Linked DNA regions of Mus musculus: region 1 is linked to region 2. The links are chromatin contacts, called in public promoter capture Hi-C maps. All regions are on one chromosome and are shown on one strand. Each heading gives the region's core, a stretch centred on a gene start, on an enhancer-like site or on the middle of the called end of the contact. The rest is flanking DNA. Distances are from core to core; before and after follow the strand shown. Region 1 holds the start of Rint1 (RAD50 interactor 1). Region 2 holds the start of Lrrc17 (leucine rich repeat containing 17).

Region 1 (5,057 bases), core at 1,227-3,726, 2.2 Mb before region 2:
GCACACTGTCGCACAGCAGTTAACTGAGCCACTGAAGACACGGACAAAGTCCTTAACGAAGTAGTTTGCACCTGACGCTCTAAAATGACAATTCGGCTGATGTCAAGAGTCAAGGCATCTGGGCAGACAAAAGTAGAGAAAGTTTGTTTGCATTTTTTGGTTTGTTTCCTTGTTTGTTTGTTTGTTGTTTTGTTTTGTTCTGCTTTTCCCCTTTTGGTTTACAAATGGGCTGGCAGGTATTTCCTAAACTTTTGAGATTTTATGTGTGTAGGTGTTATATGTATGTCTGTTTACCACATTAGTCAACGTACATAGAGGCCAGAAGAGAGCATTGAATCTCCTAGAACTATAGTTACAAGCAGTTGTTAGCCACACTGTAGGTGAAGTCAGCTCCTCTGAAGAATATCAAATTCTCTTAACTGCTAAGCCCATTCTGTCTGCTGCTTTGTTTGTTTGGTGGTGTAGGGCTCAAGTTCAAACCCAGGGCTCCCAAAGTTCTAGGCAAGAAAGAGCTCTGGCACTTTAACTTCCCAGGCCACTTCAGGCTTTGGGTTTTGTTTTGTTTTATTTTTTTTAATTATTATTTATTTGTTTAAGGATTTGTTCATTTGATTTATGTGCACAGGTGTTTGCTTCCGTGAGTTTATGTGTACCATGTGTGAGCAAGAGCCCTGGGATGGCAGGACTGTACATTTAGACTTCTAAGACTGAAGTACTGAGCTGTCACGTGGGTTCCAGGAACTGAACCCAGGTCCCCTGTAACAGCAGCAAGCACTCTTAAGCACCAAGCCATCTTTCAAGCTTATCAGAAGCCAACAGTAAGAGCAAACTTCCTCCTGGGAGCCACATGGAAATGTGGGCACCCTTTCTCTTACTGTCAAGGTCACTGAGCTTAACTGTTAACATAAGGGCTTTTTAAAAAATACTTCAGGCTGGAGAGATGGCTCAGAGGTTAAGAGCACTGACTGCTCTTCCAAAGGTCCTGAGTTCAGGTCCCATCGACCACATGCTGGCTCACCATCACCCATGATGAGATTTGACGCCCTCTTGTGGTGTGTCTGAAGACAGCTACAGTGTACATAGATATAATAATAAATAAATCTTTAAAAAATACTTCAAAAGCTCCTAAAGAGGTTGGGCATGTGACATCTGTGAAATAGAAGACTGTGGATCTGGAGTCCAAGGTCATCCTTAGTCACACAAAAGTCTGGGGCGAACCTGGGTTACGCTCCACCTTGGTTAAAGAGAGAGAGAGAGAGAGAGAGATTGAGAGAGAGAGAGAGAGAGAGAGAAACAAAAACAGCCCCTTCAGGGTGCTGGATTCCTAATAACCTGCTACGCTTATCTCAAGTGAAATAACAAATATCCAGGAGTCTGACATAGTTTCCTGTCCTAGGTACTGGGTCTTTTCCATGTCACCTACCCAGACCAAGCCCTGGGACCTAAGGTGTGGGCTACCTGCAGCAAACTGTAATTACTTACTCACTGAAGGCAAAAGTACAATTAACCTATTATCAAACCTCTTCCTAGAACCCAGTAACAGTGACCAGCATAACCCCTCTAAATACCTGATAACGAGCTGACAGTTCATTAAAATGGCAGGTCCCAGTGAAGCCAAACCAGTCACTGTCCTAGGAAGGAGCGTCAATGTGCTCTTTCTATATTTCACAGTCTTAGAGAGACAAAAGTCCACGTGCAAAGATAACTAATATTTATTACTGTTTAAACATTGTACAGAAAGAATACTCCATTGAAAAGATAGCAGACTAAGAAACTCTTTTGCAGACTCTGAAAAGGCGAGCTTCGAAGGGCAGCTAGACAAAAAGAACTAAGGGTTTAAAGCCTGCTTACTTTTCACGTCTGTGTTCTTCGTTTCGTCACCACTCTCGGGGCAGCACTGGCAGAAAAACAGGTGTGGCAAACAAGTTAGACTGAAGTAAGTGGAATTCATACAGCGCTCCGAAAGGTCCCATACTGACGGGCGGAGAGGTCCTAGGCGCCTCTCCCAGGGGCATGCCTGACACTACTGCCACCTTCCCAGAGGTCTGGACCACCTCCCCAGGGTCCGAGTTACTCTGCCCGGGCACCGAGGCCACTTTCCCGCCAACTCTCAAAACTGTCATCTTCTGGGACATCGGACATTGCACTGTGACTACCTCCCCAGGGACTCCCTTGCCTGCTTCCGGCCGTGGGAACCACCGCCAAACCACTTCCAAGGTAACCTGTCCCCGGGGCGGAGGTGGGGTCTGTGCCACCTCGCAGGGTCACCAGCGTCCCTTCCCCGGGTTTCCAGGGACGCCTCACCGGGGCTGCCGGCACTTCGCCGATATCGTCAGCCGCAAGCATCCTGCCTCCGCACGAATTCTGGATTCCATGCACCGCCAGCCCGGCCTGCAGAGTCCGGCTAGGGAACACACAGACTGGGCGACCAGACCAGCCTTCTGGGACGCAGGGTTGAGCGCCACCTCGACTTCCTATCACCGACTCTCTGGTTCCGTTCTCTTGGCCTAGAGAGGCATATCTGCGCGCCGCTGTCCTGTTCTGTGGCGCCCCCTGCTGGTTGGATGTCATGTTGGCCGCTCAGGGAACCTGGCAGCCCTACTGCTTCCCAGGCTGCTGAGTTCTGTGCAGGAGCTCTCTCCACTTCTTTGGAGTTACTAAAAATAAAATTCGGCCCTGGCATGGTGTCTCACACTTGGAATTCCACCGTTTGGGAGGTGAAGGCGGGAAAACCAGTAGTTCAAAGTCAACTCCAGCTACACACTGAATTCAAGGAGGGGAGAGGAAGGAGGGGAGGAGAAAATACTCATGATACCCTTAGGATGGTGAGCCACAAGTCGGGAGCGGAGGCGGGAAGATTGCCACTAGTCCCTGCCAGCTTGCTCTATAAAGTGAATTCGGTATCAGCTAGAACAACACCTATCTCAAAATGGCTCAGCGCATAAAAGCATTTGCCACCAAGACACCGGAGTTCCATACTTGGCCCACGTGGTACTAGGTAGGAGTGTCAAAGTGCTCTTTCTATATTTCACAGTCTTAGAGAGACAAAAGTCTACGTGCAAAGGTAACTAATATTTATTTATTTATTTATTTATTTATTTATTTATTTATTTATTTATTTATTTTTGGTTTTTCGAGACAAGGTTTCTCTGTGTAGCCCTGGCTGTCTTGGAACTCACTCTGTAGACCAGGCTGGCCTCGAACTCAGAAATCCGCCTGCCTCAGCCTGTAACTAATAGTTATTACTGTTTAAGCGTTGTACAGAAAAAAATACTCCATTTAAAAGGTAGGGACTAAGTAACCTCTTTTGTAGACTCAAGAGTAAGCTTTGAAGGACAGCTAGACAAAAGGAACACTCCTTCATATATTTTCGAACTGGAAGGTCCAGATCTGTTTGTAGGAGGGTTGAAACATTCTGGGAGTCAGACAGAGAAAGAGCACTCAAAATCTGGCATCCAGTTTGCTGGGCAAAGCCCCCTAAACCTCTACTGTTTTCCAGGGAGGAGGAACTGAATTACTTAGAAGCAAGGGATAGGTAGAGAACATGGAAATTTGACAGGCAAACCCTGGAAGGCAATGCCTTTGAGACCAAACAAATGGGGAGAAAACAGAAAAAAAAAAAACAACAAGCAAACAAACAAACAAAAATCTTTAGAGGAAACAGAAACTACTCCGTGAGAAGAAAACTCACTGAGGTGTAGACATACATGCAGACAAAACACCCATACACATAAAATGAAAAAAAATAAATAAATAAGAGCCGGGTATGGTGGTGCATGCCTTTTATCCCACAACTCAGGAGGCAGAGGCAGGTGAATCTTTATGAATTCAAGGCCAGCCTCATCTACATAGTGAGTTGAAGGATAGACAGAGCTATATAGTGAAACCCCGTATAAACAAACAGACAGACAGACAAACAGGATCTGGAGAGATGGCTTCAGCAACTAAGAGTACTAGCAGCTCTTTCAGAGAATCCAGGTTCACTTTCTAGCACCCACGCAGCAGCTGACAGCTCTCTGTCTGTAACTCAATTCTAGGGTATCTGACTCTCTCTCTGAACTCTCTGGACACCAGACACACACCTGGTATACAGTCACACATACAGGCAAACATCCACACACTTTAAAAAATAAAAATAATAAAATTTAAAAATTTAAAATTAAAACAGGATCTAGGCTATATTATACCATATAGCTGTATCTGAGTCTGCTGACCTTAGGACATTAAGGTATTAATTTACCCTAGCCCCAAGAATGTGCAGCTGTACAAGAATTAGTGAAATGGGCTAGGCATGATGCCACAAGTTTATAATTGCAGTGCTTTTGAGACTGAGGGAGGAGGCTCTTGAATTTGGGATTAGCCTGGGCTATATACTGAGCATCTATCTTAAAAAGGAAAAAAAAACAGAAAGAAAGAATTAATAAAATGATTAAAGACAAATGAAAGAATTTAGGTAGGTAACTACAGAGAATAATCTTAGAGGAAGACAATGTAGAAGCCACAAGTCTGAACTAAATATATGTGACTGTAGTGATTTGAATAAGAATGCCCCCATAGGTTCATGTGTGCGAATACTTGGTCTCCAGTTGATAGAACTGTTTGGGAAGCATTAGGAGGAGTGGCCTTGTTGGAGGAGGTGTGGCCTTGTTGGACAAGGTTGTCACAGTCAGTTGGCTTTGAAGTTTCAAAAGCCCACACCATTCCTGACTTTCTCCGCTGTGTACTTGTGGACAAAGATGTGTGCTCCCAGCTGCTGCCTACCTACCAGCTGCCAGGATTACTGTGGACACACCCTCTGAAACTGTAAGACCCAATAAACTCTTCTTTCTATAATTTCCTTTGGAGGTGGTGTCTCATCATAGCAGTAGGACAGTAACTAAGAAGTGACTCATTTAGCTGGATCTTTCTACTAAATCCATATTTTAAAAGCAAGTGTGGGACTCAGGAGACAGTTTAGTCAATACAGTGGGGACCTGTGTTCAGATCCTGCTAGTCATGTAGAAAGCTGGTCACAGCAGATCTGTGTAATCCAAGCAGTAGAGAGACAGAGATAAGAT
Region 2 (4,829 bases), core at 1,436-3,935:
CTTCATTAAATGAAAACAGACAGTGCAAACTCCATAAAAACAATGGCGATGTTGGCCTGGGATAATAGCTCACTTGATAAAGTGCTTATTTTGCAAGCCTAAGACCTGAGTTTAAGCTGTCAGAAACTATGTAAAAAAGAAAAAAGCCAGTTGTGGTCCTTGACTTTGTAATCCTAGGGAGGCAGAGAGGCAATCCCTGGGCTTGCTGCCCAGTTGGCTAGCATGCGTGCCAATGTCATGTCTCAGAAAACAAGGTGGACATCATCTTAGGAGTCGCAGTTGAGGCGTCTTCTGGCATGTGTGGGCTGCAGGCATGTGTGCAAGTGAGTACACACACAGACATGTGTGCACACATACAAATAAACACACACTGACATACAAACAGACATGCATGTTTGCACACACAGACAGGCAGGGGTGCACACACACACACTTAAATTAAAAGGGCAGTATATTGTTAATTTGGTGGTAGCAGTAGCAATAATAATAAGGCATTAAACTCTCTAAGTCTGCTGTGCCTCTGCTGTTTTCAATGATCGAAAATCACCTTCCTGATAGTTCTATTAGATCTGAATACTCATTTAATTTTTCACATTTCTCAAAGGCAAGAGCAGATGGGATCAAATCCATGACAGATAAGAAAACTGAAGGTCAGAAAAGCCTTAAGCTCCAGAGTTTGCTAAGGGCTTGTCAAAAGGGGAACTCCTAAACAAAAGACTATTGTCTTCACTTGGCAGCCAGGAAAGCAATCCTCACTGGGATAGGGAAGTTATAGTAAAAGCATTAAGACTCTGATTATAACTCAGTTTGGTCAGAGTCCAAATTCTTGTGTATTTTTCATGGTGTGTACTGTCTGTCTCACCACCCTCTATCTCTACATTAAAGCAATGTTATGAGAAATGGCACCCCAAGCTCAGAGAGAGAGAGAGAGAGAGGAGAGAGAAAAGAGAGAGAGAGAAGAAGAAGGAGAAGGAGAAAGAGGAGAAAGAGAAGGAGAAGGAGAAGGAGAAGGAGAAGGAGAAGAAGAAGAAGAAGAAGAAGAAGAAGAAGAAGAGAGAGAGAGAGAGAGAGAGAGAGAAAGAGAGAGAAAGCATTCTCAGTCCACTGGGGGGCTGAGGAGAGGGGTGTGTCTTTGGATGTTAGCGAGTTCTCTCTTTCCAGGTCCAGCCCACTGCCACTGTGGTCCAAAAGCTGCTTTGGCTCTTCTGTGGAATCTCATGCACACAGCTATTCCCAGAGGGGAACGTGTGTTCTCAATCAGTAACTCACCTCGGAATAGAGCCATTAAATCATATAGACTTGAGTTTTGATTTTAGGGCTAAATCTAACCTATGGGCAAGGGTTGCATATCTTATTTCACATTTATGTTAAGATAAACTTGCTTTGCAAGCATCAGGAGAGGTGGAGGGGCATTCTCTGCCTCCTTCTAGAGTACTCGATGGCCGCTAAGCTGTTGCAGACTCCAGACTAAGAGCGTATTGGTAGTTATTGCACAAGGAGGCAGCAAGAATCCTTACATTTTTAAAGAATGCCATGCTGAGGAGGGCTTAGAAGCTTGTCCACAGAGTGTCCTGAAAATGCCAGCCCTTACGTGGTGGAACAGACACATCCTAAACCAACCCATGCCCGCCCGGTCCCCTTTCTTCTGGAAGCTCTCATTTTGGTCATTGTGGTAATGGCATCTTTCCTGTTCCAACTCCAGTGAGATTGACAGCCTCCTGTGTAATTTTTATTTGTCTCAAGTGTTGCCCACTTAGCTACTCGATGTTCTTAGCCTATGTTTAACTCCTGAGTACATATCAGTCTGAACCGTTATTTTTAATTATCCTAAGGACATCATTACTCACAAAGCCATGCACGTTGAAATCTCTGGCTTTTAAATCATTTTTTTAATCAGACCCATTTTTTATTTGTCTCAAGTGTTGCCCACTTAGCTTGCTGCGTAAGGTTTTGTCTTCTTTCTGCCCTGATTCCTCACCATGATGGAACAGCTACTTTCCATAAAATGCTTATGAAATGTTTATCTTTCTCAACAGTTCATGTAGTAGTTTGGCAAAGGTAAGAGCTAAAAACTAGAGAGTAAACTCTAACTTGGGTTTCAGCAACAGACTTTCAAATAATATGCATGCAAGACTCCACCCACCCTCCAGCCAAGAAAAGTGTTACCCCATCAAGTTTCATGGAATCCTCCCAGATAGCCTTTCTTTCCCTTTGACATGCAGCCATGCATTATCTTCTCTATCACTGACACCCCCTTCACGTAACAGCAAGAGAGACTGCAGCTGTAAAACTGCCGAACATCTGCAAGCAGAGTGCACGATGAATACAGCTTTCGGTCTCTTTGTCATAGTGGCTCAAGAAAGACTTGAGAAAAGCTAAGTATTTGACTCTCCTTCCTCCCCTCTCTGCCCCATCGCCCCAGGTACTTCCACAACTTACAGAACCTCAGTCTGGCTTACTGCCGAAAGTTCACCGACAAAGGCTTACAGTACCTGAACTTGGGGAACGGATGCCACAAGCTCATCTATCTGGACCTTTCCGGCTGCACCCAGGTTTGCCTCCCAGTCTCAGTCTTCTCTGTCCTGCAGCAGGCGAGGACGTCCTCCCGAGAGCCAGCTGCATCCAGCCCTCATGTTGCACTAATGCTGTGCGTGGAGCACAGAACACTCTGCTGAGGTTTTAAATTACATGGCCACAGCTGCTTCAATTTTCTCCAGGATTGCTACTATAGGCGCCTGGCTTCTGTCCACAGGCGCGTCACATCAACAAACAGGCAGAGCTCATTGGATGATGAAACGGACCACTTCTGAGAACAGTTTGAGGGCAGAGTCCAAATCTCCAAAACTTTATAGAGCCACTAAGATACAAACAAATGGGGTGGGATACACAGGATTCCTGACAAGGCAGTTAGGTCCCCCGTGGGCTTTTCTCTGGGTAAAATGCTACAAGCAATAAATGTGAGAAATAGAAGTCCCACATAAAGGACCGTAAATGTTTAAAACTGCATTACATACATATCCTAAATATTACAAAGATGTGAGATTCGGGTGGGAAACTGTTTGAAGATGAAGGGACAGGGATTGGGGAAGTTGGGCAGGCAGTCATGTGAAATATATGGCATTCAGATGCACTCGCTACTTCTTCCACAGTTCCTTCTGCTATCTATAGTTTCCATAGACTTAAGCTATCCTTCCTGTGACCAATTTTCTCCCATTTCTTCGTGTCTCAATATTGATGTCTTCAGTAGTATACTATGTTCTTCATAATGCCACACAGGTGAGAGCTGGTTAAAATAAATGTCTAACCACAACCAGCTAGCTGTAGTTGCCAATGATTGAGCTGTTTTTGTGTTAGGTGAGACATCACTCTTTATACAGTGGATTCCTTGTGAGGGTTTTGTGCCCATTTACCAAAGTTCCAAGTGGTAGAATAAACCGGCCAGTTTTGCCTAGAAGCCTATGGTGTAGGTCACATGATAAGCACCTGGAGGCGGACACCACGGGGCAAGGAATTCTTATGCAGCTGCACTGTTCCCTGAACATGACTTCCTAGTGTTCTAGGTATGAGAGGTGAGAAGAGAAGACTTGTCTAAGGTTGAAATAAATGTACAGAATGGATACTTCCGTGAACTAGCGTGCAGACGTGCATTAGTACCAACCAGGACTTAAGTTGGAAGTACCCTTGTTTTCCTCATTGTGGCTGGATTTCTGATAGCTTTTTGACCTTGGCCATCTGATGTCTCTAAAGTACTTATTAAGAAAACCTGGGACTGTAGGAATTGTACATTCTTTCTCTGCTTTCCGTTGAGAGCAGCTGCTTTAAAAAGCTTTGTTATGGTTTTACAGCCTAGGAATGTCTTTCTCCCAGATCTGGGAGCTGTCCCTTTGACACAATCTCATCAAAGAGGATAGTGTCTCATCTGTGGGAGGGTAGAACACTACCTCAGATGAGACCCTAGGAAACACAGACCCCCCCTACCACAGAGAAAAGTGTTTCTAAGTACAGAGAGAAATTTGTGTGCTCAAAAAATTCCTCCAGCCAAACTTGCTAACTGTAAGTGTTTTAGCACTTTCCCTGCATCTCACCTTAAACAGTCTCCCACAGTAGGCCTTATGTTGTGTACATGCATATTGTGGCCACAACACACATAAACTTGTCTATGCACACACACAAACACATTCATGCCGCCCCACGTACACACATGAACAAACATGTACAAGCACACTCATTCCCATATATACTCATACATACACATGCACACATCTACACACATCTACACACACACACACACACACACACACACACACACACTCTCTCTCTTTCTCTCTCTCTCTCTCTCTAGGCAGTTATTAGCAGATACAGTAGAGTCCAAGTAAGATTCTGTGCTCTACTGCCAAACATACCTGATCTGTCATTGAAAACTGAGCTAATGTTTAAAATTGTAGGGTTTTCACACACACACACACACACACACACACACACACACACACACACACACACACACATACCTAGATTTAAAAAATAAGCGCAACCAAAGGCTAGAGATATTCATATTGTAGGGGGTGCACTCCACTATGGTAGCAGTGAACTGGAGCTGAGTCAGCCGTTTCCCTTTGAGCCGGGGCATGCTTGCATCTTCATTTGCAACCTGGCCTCTGTTTGATAATGTTCTTATGTATGTGTGATTATACAGACAGTGATCTCATCTAATGCATTGCCTGTGTGGCCTCAGTTGCTATTTAAATTTGGTCTGAATGTGTAAGAATAAGACTCTTGGGTTGGGAAGAAAGCTCACTCAGAAAGCCTTGCAAGTGTGACCTGACTTCAAT

What was found. Promoter capture Hi-C pulls out the DNA fragments that hold promoters and counts their contacts.
Region 1: a contact with region 2 is called in a promoter capture Hi-C map of cranial neural crest. The contact joins the promoter of Rint1 here to the promoter of Lrrc17 in region 2. A contact is called at or near these places in 1 of 39 promoter capture datasets (cranial neural crest) and 1 of 115 datasets of contacts at active chromatin or transcription factors (large pre-B cells).

What each region holds. Positions count from the first base shown.
Region 1 is chr5:23,785,130-23,790,186 of GRCm38.p6, reverse strand. Rint1 (RAD50 interactor 1) reads right to left here and starts at 2,476. Exons shown (of 15, transcript NM_177323.4): 1 at 2,305-2,476; 2 at 1,852-1,897. The coding sequence starts at 2,346.
Region 2 is chr5:21,541,383-21,546,211 of GRCm38.p6, reverse strand. It overlaps Lrrc17 (leucine rich repeat containing 17), which reads right to left and starts at 2,685. Exons shown (of 4, transcript NM_028977.1): 1 at 2,493-2,685. It overlaps Fbxl13 (F-box and leucine-rich repeat protein 13), which reads left to right. Exons shown (of 21, transcript NM_001199632.1): 12 at 2,423-2,552.